Linked DNA regions of Rattus norvegicus: region 2 is linked to region 1. The links are chromatin contacts, called in public Hi-C maps. All regions are on one chromosome and are shown on one strand. The core of a region is the stretch at or near the end of the contact, and the rest is flanking DNA. Distances in the headings are between cores, read along the strand shown. Region 1 has its middle 15 kb from the start of Sec61g. Region 2 holds the start of Pno1 (partner of NOB1 homolog).

Region 1 (4,596 bases), core at 2,049-4,548:
CAATGGAGCATACCTCTAATTCTAGTGTGGGGGAGGAAAGGACAGGGATCCCTGGGGCTTTGCAAACTAAGCAGCCTAGCCAAATTGGTGCTGTTAGATTCAGTGGAAGACTTGCTTAAAATAAAAGTTAAAGGAAAAAAGGAGGTATGGCTGGTAAAGAATTTTGCTTGATTGAGAGTTTTCATTGCTGTACAGAAAACCTTAAAACCCCTCCTTTAGCTTCTTTCAGTCACAGGCTTGCAGGAAACTCCGGTTCCACTCACTACTGGCTCCAAGGCCTACTTTCAGACGAGTAAAACCTTTTTAAATTTCACTTGGTTTTCCACTCATGACCTTTCTTGTTCCTCGTTCTATTTCTCTTTTGCTTATTCATCAAATATTTTCCAATTCCTGTTCTAACTGGCTATGCCTGATACTCTCAGCTAATAATAAATGAGAGTAAGGTTTAGATTTTTTTTTTTTATTATCTTGAGTATTTCTTATATACATTTCAAGTGTTATTCCCTTTCCCGGTTTCCGGACAGACATCACCCTCCCCCCTCCCCTTCCTTGTGGGTGTTCCCCTCCCAAACCTCCCCCCATTGCCACCCTCCCCGCATAGTCTAGTTCACTGGGGGTTCAGTCTTAGCAGGACCCAGGGCTTCCCCTTCCACTGGTGCTCTTACTAGGATATTCATTGCTACCTATGGGGACAGAGTCCAGGGTCAGTCCATGTATAGTCTTTAGGTAGTGGCTTAGTCCCTGGAAGCTCTGTAGATTTTGACAGTGCTTTTTTTTTTTTTTTTTTAAACAACAAAGCCACTTCTCCAAACAGGTACTTTACAGATATTTCTTCTACATAGGCATAGAACACCTTGAGACAGTGGTTTTTACTGGCATTGTGGCTAAGGCATTAAGACCATCATATGTGTAGACTAATCTTTAATAACTAACAAAGGGGTCAGGGCATGTGCAAAATATACTCTTCTCTGAATGCTTTTGAATACTAAACTTTATCTTGTGTCAACTTCTTCATGCTGAAACAAATAAGCATATTTTCTATTATCGTTAAATGCTGTGAAGGAAACAAAACCATACAGTAGTTTACAGAAGGTTGGGGTCAGTTGGGATGATTTTATTGAGGACAACCAGAGAGAACTCTATTTAGGAAACAGAAATAAATTAAGTCAGGAATAAGAGAAGACAAATGGGCAGTTAAAGAAAGAAGTAAGTATAGAGGTTTGGGTGGGAAGATGCGTTGTATTAAATAGAAAATAAAAACGGGACAACAGTGACTGAAAGGGAATGAGGGGAAGTAGGGAGGGTCCACAGGGACAGATTTTAAGTTAGCCACAATAAGAAGTTGTGGGAAGGGGTTGGGGATTTAGCTCAGTGGTAGAGCACTTGCCTAGCAAGCGCAAGGCCCTGGGTTCCGTCCTCAGCTCCGGAAAAAAAAAAAAAAAAGAAGAAGTTGTGGGAGAAGCTAAAGTGAAGGACTCCAGATTCAGCAGCATATTTAAAAGTTTACGTCTGGACCTGGGAGAGAAAAGCCTGGTAGAGTGGTACATGAACAGAGAGAAACCAAACAGGAGGATGCTGCAGTGCTGAAGGCAGGAGAAGGTATGGGAGCTGACGGGTTAGAACTTCCGGTTGGCCACCAGCTGGGTGATAGGGGAAGGAAACAAGAAGAATCATAGATGACGTTGGACAGAGTACATTTGCTCTCCTTTTATTGTAAGAAATATGTGAGAGAATCAATTTATATGGTTTTGTTTTGCTTCTCATACTTTTGGTCTATGATAAGCTGGCTTCAGGCCTGAGATAAGATAGTGCATCATTCAACAAATATGTTTATGGAGCAAAGCGGATCATGTCAAGGCCAGGATTCAACCAGAGGCGAAGGAAGAGAATGGGCTCCCATAATGCCTTTCACGTAACTGACCTCACTTCCTTCTTCTAGGCTCCACGTGTTAAAAGTTCACCAGTCTTCCTCTGGCACCAACATTTGGGAACACGAGCCTAGCAGGGATGGTCAAAATCCACAGTAGCCGAGGGAGTAGAGGCATTTTAATGACTCGTGTACGCAACCACATAATACCGTGCCCAGGTGACTACTGAGATATGTAAGGGGCTGGGACATGAAGATTAGCATATAATCATGCACATTGGAAGCCCTAGAGACCAATGTTTAAGAAAGGCACGCGATTCTGAGATATCCTTGGGAAGTTCTTACCTTCCAGTTTATCACCGGGTGCAGACATACAAAGGCTCCCCCTTGGGAAGATTTAGCAAACTATTGTTGCTGAAAGCAATGGGCAGAATTTAGTCTTCAATCCCGATTCAAAAAGAACGACAGAAAACACGAGGAAAGCTTGCGAGGAGCATACCTATAAACCTTTGGGACCAGAGCCCTGAGCTCACTTGGAGGCTTGCCACTGGAGTTTATCTCAGAAGCAGAGAATTAGTCACAGGATTGCAGGTAACCACAAAAGAGACGAGGGACACAAGCTAATCGCATAATGAAGCCTTAAGTGCCAGTACCTACACAGGGCATCTGTTAATCTTACCAACAATCCCGTGAGAAGGATGTGGCTTCCTTCATCTTTTAGAAGAGCAAATTAGACCTCAGAGCCACTTGGGAACAAGCTCAAAGAATTATGCACAATATTCAGAGCAGGCCGAGTCTGTATCCTGGAGCGCCATAAGCCCCACAGCCCAGAGACTCAAACAGTAAAATGTATCATTAATTCCATCATCTGGCCTTGGCCGCTGAGCAACTGTTAGTACAGGGATCACATCGAAATTGGGCTTTAAATGCATAGGCCAAAGGTCCTTTTCTGGATTTTTCTCTTGCCACTGTCCATCAGTCTGGCTTTGCTGAACTCTGCTACTGACTGCTTTAAGTCCCTACAGTGATGGTTAGGGTATGAGCTCTGTCCCTTTATGTGGCACAGACCAGAATACTCTGAGGACAAAAGATGTACCCCTCCTCTTGGCTTGTTTGCCTGTGGTTTCTTCTGATGCCTTCCTATTGTCGCCTACAGGTGGCCGCAGAGACCATAGTTATCTTCAGTTAAGTTAATTAAGATAGAAACATCTTTGCCATTGCTGAGAAGTAATGTTTTAAAGAAAACGATTCTGAATCAAATAGATAGCTTGGGAAATGGATCCATTTTTCTTTTCGTCTGTAGCACTTAGTAAATGAACGTTTCTTGGTTCTCCCTAACAACCTGACTATGTGTCCCTTCATAGATGACCAAACTGTTAGAGGCGCATAAACTTAGAGTCAGTCCCTCCGTCTTTCCCACGCCAGCGTGTAAGGAGATTCATGATCCTGCACTGCCCTCTATGTATGACTATCTGAAACACAAAATCGGGTATTCTAGAGGGTTTCAAACACACTTTTAAAAATTAGGGTGATATTTCACAGTGGACTCACTGAGTTAACATTCAGTAGACATGAGCGTCCATGGTCGCAAATATTGTTCTGATAGCAAACTGCTGTACTTTCCGACTGTATTAGTGATAGCTGAAAAGAGAACGTTCTTAATGTGCTCTTGAGACATTTAAATGATAGTTATTGATTGGAGATAGCAACTCCAAGTCTAGAAATGGCTTCCAAAGTCACTTGGGAAAGAGCATGGAGGGGATTCAGTCTAGGGACTCACCTTCAGCCTCCAGGAAGGTTTGGATACAGCAACAGCATTCCTGTGCATTTTCTTGGTGTAACATCGCCATCTGGTGTCTTTTCCAGATACTTCATATAAAAAACATGCATCACCACGGTTCTTTTAACGTTTAATGTCGTTCCCTACTGCGGATCTTAATTTTTGTCTTAAGATTCAAACTAAATAACACAAGTACATGTACATAATGTTTTTGTTTGCTAATTATGCTAAGTACACAAAATGATGAGTTTATGACATTTTTTATACACGTACATAGTCTGTCAATCAATAGGCTATTGTAAACCACTGCTGTGGTGGCTGGATTTATGTTAACTTGACACAAGCTGGAGTCCTTAGAGAGGAAGAAACCTCAACTGAGAAAAGGCTCTGCCTGTAGGACATTTTCTTAATTAGTCACTGATGGGACAAAGTGCAGCTTGGTGTGGATGGTACCCCCCTTGGACTGATGGTCACAGGTTTTATAAGAATGGCTGTGCAAGCCATTGGGAAACAGTAAGCAGCATTCTTCCATGGCCTTTGCAGTAGCTCCTGCCTACAGGAGCGCCCCCTGCCCTGCTTGGGTTCCTGTCCTAATTTCTTCCACCTATGAAAGGTGATGGGAAAATGTAAGCCACATAAAACCTTTCCTCCCCAGTTTGCTTTTGGTCATGGTGTTTCACCACAGAAATACTAACCTAACTAAGACAGATAATAACCAAAACTACAATGTTATGCATTGCATAGTAAGCCAATAACTAGTTATAATGAAAGGCACACTCCTAAAAGTTATACGTTTAGGGAGCTACAAGTGTCTACAACTCACAACCAGCAACATAAGACTTCGAATGCTACACACTTCTGATCAATTTCCTACCCTCCTCCATCTCCTCCCACACCTGGTTCTGCCCCCTCCCCCTTCCTCCCAAGCCCTCCTACCTTCTACTTCCCG
Region 2 (4,747 bases), core at 443-2,942, 690 kb before region 1:
TGGGACACCAGGTGCACTTGCATATGGTACACACAGATACATGCAGGGAAAAAAAAAAACAAAAAACATGTACAGGAAAGGGAAGGAGAAAGGAGGGGAGGAGAGGGGAAGGAAGGGGGAAAATGTCAATTACTGTCACCATTCTGTAATTGGCTACCTGGCAGCCTTTTACAAAACCTGTAATCTGGTCATTCATTATCCTCCTAAAAGTTCTTCAGTGGTGTCCTGCTTTTCTTAAAGAAAAAAAAAGGACAAATCTGTTAAATGTCTTACAGATCTTGCAATGGTCCCTACTTACCCCTTTTATATGTGTATGGTAATTTTTTTTTAACAGGGGTTGTGATCGCTGCAAACAGGGTCTCAAACTGAAATTCTCTTGCTTCTACCCCCGAACGCTGCGATTAAAGTTGTGCAATACCACTTCCAGCTTGGGTTTTTGTTTTTTAAAAGATAACGATCTTCCACCACTATCTCATGTTGTTTCTTCTGGAAACGTCATATTCTACTCTGCATTTGCCTTAGTTGCTTACTACTCATCCTAAATCTGTTTTTACTTTCACAGACCTGTGTATTAGAAAACTCATCTTGATTTACATTATGCATCCTTGGTCTGGCTGTTTGACTGTCTCCCCCAACAGAAAATAAATTCCGTAAGATCGTTGGCATTGCAATTCCCATGTCTGGGCCTTACCAGGCATTGAACTGACACTTTGTGAAAGAATGGGGTATTTACTAGTCTTCACCAACTTCGTGGTAGGTCTCCTGCTGGTGCCTCATTTGGTTCTGCTGGCATGGCACGTGGGTTTATTACATAGACCTACTAGTAGACTACAACAATTGCCAACAGCCTAAATGGTCCTCGAACGTTGCCAAGCAATGTCCACTTGGCTTCCCAGAAACCCTGCAATCGACTGCACCGAGAATGGCGAGAGGCAGAGGCTGGCAGTGAGCCGAGGTACTAGCTCTGCAAGGAGATTTTGGGATGTTAAAGTTTTAACTCTGAAGTATTCCTCAATCTGTAATCTCCTTTCTGTTTCTGCTGTGGCAAAGAGAGATGCAGACCCACGCAAACCCAAACAGATCCAAGCCTGCACCCACCTCCCGCAGCAGCTTTAGGTCCCCGCGCTGGATCTCGTACACCTGGATAACGCCGGTGCCCCGGGCGAAGTTGCCCATCGTCACGAATTTGGCACTGCAGGGCACCCATTTGCAGTCGAACACTGTATAGTTGAGGCCCTTTTGAATATGGACAATGATCTGAGGCTTCTCGAAGGTGGACATGGTGCAGAAGCAGCCAAACGCTAACCTGGTAACCAAACTGCAAACATCTCAGGGGCAGTTTGTCCCTCCCTAGCCGCACTCAACCCGGACGCCTTAGCAAGCTGGGCTTGGCTGCCTCCGAAAATGCCGGGTGAGCTGCTGAGACCGCACCAGATACTTCTCCACACACGGCACAAGCTGATTTACCGCCTTTACCACAACGTTTTCACATAGACACATTAGAGAATGTGAATGCTTTGGCTGCGAGCGCGAGACGGCACGGAGACATTAGCAAACAGGCATATTCTAGGGCAGCCATTCCGAACCGCGGACCAATCCTGCCCTAGGCCCCCCGCATGGACCCCGCCTCGGAAAAGGGGCGGAGCCTTCAAATTGATTGGTGGAGGCTGGCGCATGCGCGGCACAACCTCGCACGTGTTCCAGTGGTTGCACTTATCCGGGTTGAACATGGCCGAGATGGAGACGCAAAACACCGGGACGGAGGACGGCTTTACTCCCGTCACGCACAGAGGGGGCCGCCGGGCGAAGAAGCGACAGGCTGAGCAATCGTCAGCGGCGGGACAGGATGGAGACGCTGGACGCATGGACACGGAGGAGGCGCGGCCGGCGAAGAGGCCGGTCTTCCCGCCGCTCTCGGGAGATCAGCTCCTGGTGGGGATCCGGATGGGACGGGGCGGGGCCCAGGCAGACGAAAGGGTCTATTCTCGGTTTTCACCTTTCCAGCCCGCATCTCTCCACTCGCCTTCTGAGTGTGTGTTTGTTTTTATTGCAGACTGGGAAAGAAGAAACGAGAAAAATTCCCGTCCCAGCTAACAGATACACACCATTAAAAGAAAACTGGATGAAGATATTTACCCCGATTGTTGAACATTTAGGACTTCAGATACGCTTTAACCTGAAATCAAGGAATGTAGAAATAAGGGTAAGGAAAAGGGCTTATCCTTTTTAACCTACCGAATTTTCCCCTTCAAAACTAAAATAAATGAGTGCATTTTTTTCCTTCGTAGAGTTATTCTGTTAAGCGTCCCCCAACCCCCGTTTTACTATAGTGAATTTCAAATTAACTAAATACCCTCAAAACTACATTCAAAACAGGTGTTGACTGCATTCCTAAATCGCTTGTAAGATCACTCCTGAATATTGTGTATCCTTTTGAGTGTCTTCTCTGTGTTGACTTGATAAAAGTAGAGAATGGTCCACGGATGTACATCAGTAAGGGGTTAACTGCAGGTACCTACTTCAGTGTAAGTGCTCTTTTTGGAGCAAACGTGTGTCACAGGGAAAATGTAAATTAAGTCTCTTTTTTTCTTCAGTAGATCTGTGTCAATACGAAATTAATTTTCCCATATCATAATGCTTCTAATATGATATTCTAGGATCCTCAGCGTTTCTAAGGGATAGAAGCCAGACACTTGGCTAAGCCTGCCTTTCAAGTAGGAGATCCAGTTGTGCGTCCCCCCCCCCGCCCCCCCCATTTTTTTTTCTGCCAGTATCTTTGGTGGCTTTGCTCTCTGGAGAAGGCCACTTTCTCAGCTGTCTTCTTCAGGTCCAGTCAGCTTTCAAGATCTAACTCAAGCTCTCTTTAGAAGTTTATCCATTTCTATTGTACTTAGCTGCCTTGTTTATTGCAGGCTCATTAGTTTGTATTCTTAGTATTTGCTAATACCGATTTGCTGATACCGTACATCAGACGCACAGAGGTAGCTTGACCTATACCACATCATTTGATCCTTAAGGTATGACATGGGTGATAGACATCCATACCAGAGGATTAGGAAGAGAAGGTTAAGAAATTTACTGCCTTAGCCAGAGTTATCAAGCTAATTGCATCCTAGTGCTAGAAGGGACCATTCATGATCTTCTACTCTGACATATTTTATAGGTGAAAAAACTTAAATCCTACATATTTATGGGATTTGCCAAGAGTGAGAACCAGAGTCTCGGCTTTGTTGTTGTTTTCTCTTTGTTTTTCTCTTGAGATTTCACTCTGTAGAGAGATCTGAAGGGTGTGGGGACTGAAGGCGTGTGCTGCCATGTCCTGCTGGGGACTTTTTGGGTGTGAAAATCTGAACACAGTCCTCTATGCTTCTAAACTTGCCAAGTGTGTAGTCTCTTCAAATGATTGTGAATCTGTGTGCAAGACCCAAAGTAGTATTTTGGAAGTTAGATTTGTGCTTTTAGTTCCTTAATTTCCTCATTCGTGTTTGCGTTATATAACACTCAAGGCTGTCAAGGTGATGCTTAGAGCTAGATGTGAGTGGCATATTATTTACAGTGGTGGGCATCCTAGGATAACAGTAATTTCTGCAGCTCAAGTAAGCACTTGTGAACAGGATTCCTACTCAAGCTGTTCTTGATTTCCTCAGAACCAGGCATGCAAAGAGTCAGAACTAGACTTGTTGGTTTGGGAAACAACAGCATATAAATAGTCCTTTCCAGCAGAACGTGTCAGGACTCTTGGAGAGAGGCTGCCTTGATGGAGAGGCAAGGTGGACCCGTCTGAACGTTTAAAAGAGTGCAGAATGGGTGTGAGCCCTTGGGGTGTGCTAGGAGAAGGTTGCCACTACCCTGGACCTGTCAGTATGTTTAGTCACTTGAGAGGGTGTGCATAGAACTGCCCGGCTCTCATGCAAATTAAAGAGTGCTTTATCACATACAAAGGGGGGGGGGGTGTGCTACAATATTGGGGGAGGGTGGCTGATGGTGAAGGAAATTATAGTAGAAATACCATTTCTAGTATGTGTATTTTGTTGAAATGCCCTCCTTTCATCCCTCCATGTCTTCACCTCTTTTTCCAGACTTGTAAAGACACCAAGGATGTCAGTGCCCTGACCAAAGCCGCCGACTTTGTGAAAGCCTTTGTTCTTGGCTTTCAGGTAGAGGTGAGTGATCTCATGAGACGTGAAATGCACTGTGTGGACATTTCAGTAGATGGCTCATTTTCCAAACTTTTAGTCCTTTTATTGTAGCATCTGAGAAGTTCAGTTGTGAAATTACTGTCCTTGTCTGTCCGGTGTGTATCTGAAAAGACCTTCACAGTGTTTACTTTTGTCTTACAGGATGCGCTTGCCCTTATCCGTCTAGATGACCTCTTCCTAGAATCTTTTGAAATAACTGATGGTGAGAATATGTGTGAACATCCAGCCTTTGTGTTGTTTCTCATTGTGTTGTGTTGGGATTGTTGTGTGATAGCTTCAATTGAGCCGCACTATTAACACTTTTCAGAAAATGTGTATTTAGTGTCTCTTAGTAATAAAAGTCAGTAGTCTTTGTTCTCTAGTTAAGCCCGCCTGATGGCTTGTCTTTGTTCTCAAGTTAAGCCCACCTGATGGCTTGTCCTTGTTCTCTAGTTAAGCCCCTGAAAGGAGATCACCTGTCCAGGGCAATAGGAAGAATCGCTGGCAAAGGAGGCAAAACCAAGTTTACCATAGAGAATGTGACGCGGACACGGATTGTCTTGGCAGAT

What was found. Hi-C and Micro-C count contacts between places; a contact is called where the count stands out from the background.
Region 2: a contact with region 1 is called in a Hi-C map of the A7r5 cell line, with 6 times the contacts expected there. The contact joins the promoter of Pno1 here to the enhancer-like site in region 1. A contact is called at or near these places in 2 of 12 Hi-C or Micro-C datasets (the A7r5 cell line and frontal cortex).

What each region holds. Positions count from the first base shown.
Region 1 is chr14:95,131,778-95,136,373 of GRCr8, reverse strand. No RefSeq gene overlaps it. Among named protein-coding and RNA genes, the nearest start is that of Sec61g, 15 kb to the right of the region's middle. Within about 2 kb of position 3,298, at least 24 of the 93 cell types and tissues checked have an H3K27ac peak or open chromatin away from gene starts, as enhancers often do. A contact at or near this core is called in the A7r5 cell line, where this site is marked.
Region 2 is chr14:95,816,848-95,821,594 of GRCr8, reverse strand. Pno1 (partner of NOB1 homolog) reads left to right here and starts at 1,692. Exons shown (of 7, transcript NM_199083.2): 1 at 1,692-1,932; 2 at 2,054-2,203; 3 at 4,080-4,163; 4 at 4,341-4,401; 5 at 4,632-4,747. The coding sequence starts at 1,729. Dnaaf10 (dynein axonemal assembly factor 10) reads right to left here and starts at 1,323. Exons shown (of 8, transcript NM_001127559.2): 1 at 1,099-1,323. The coding sequence starts at 1,281.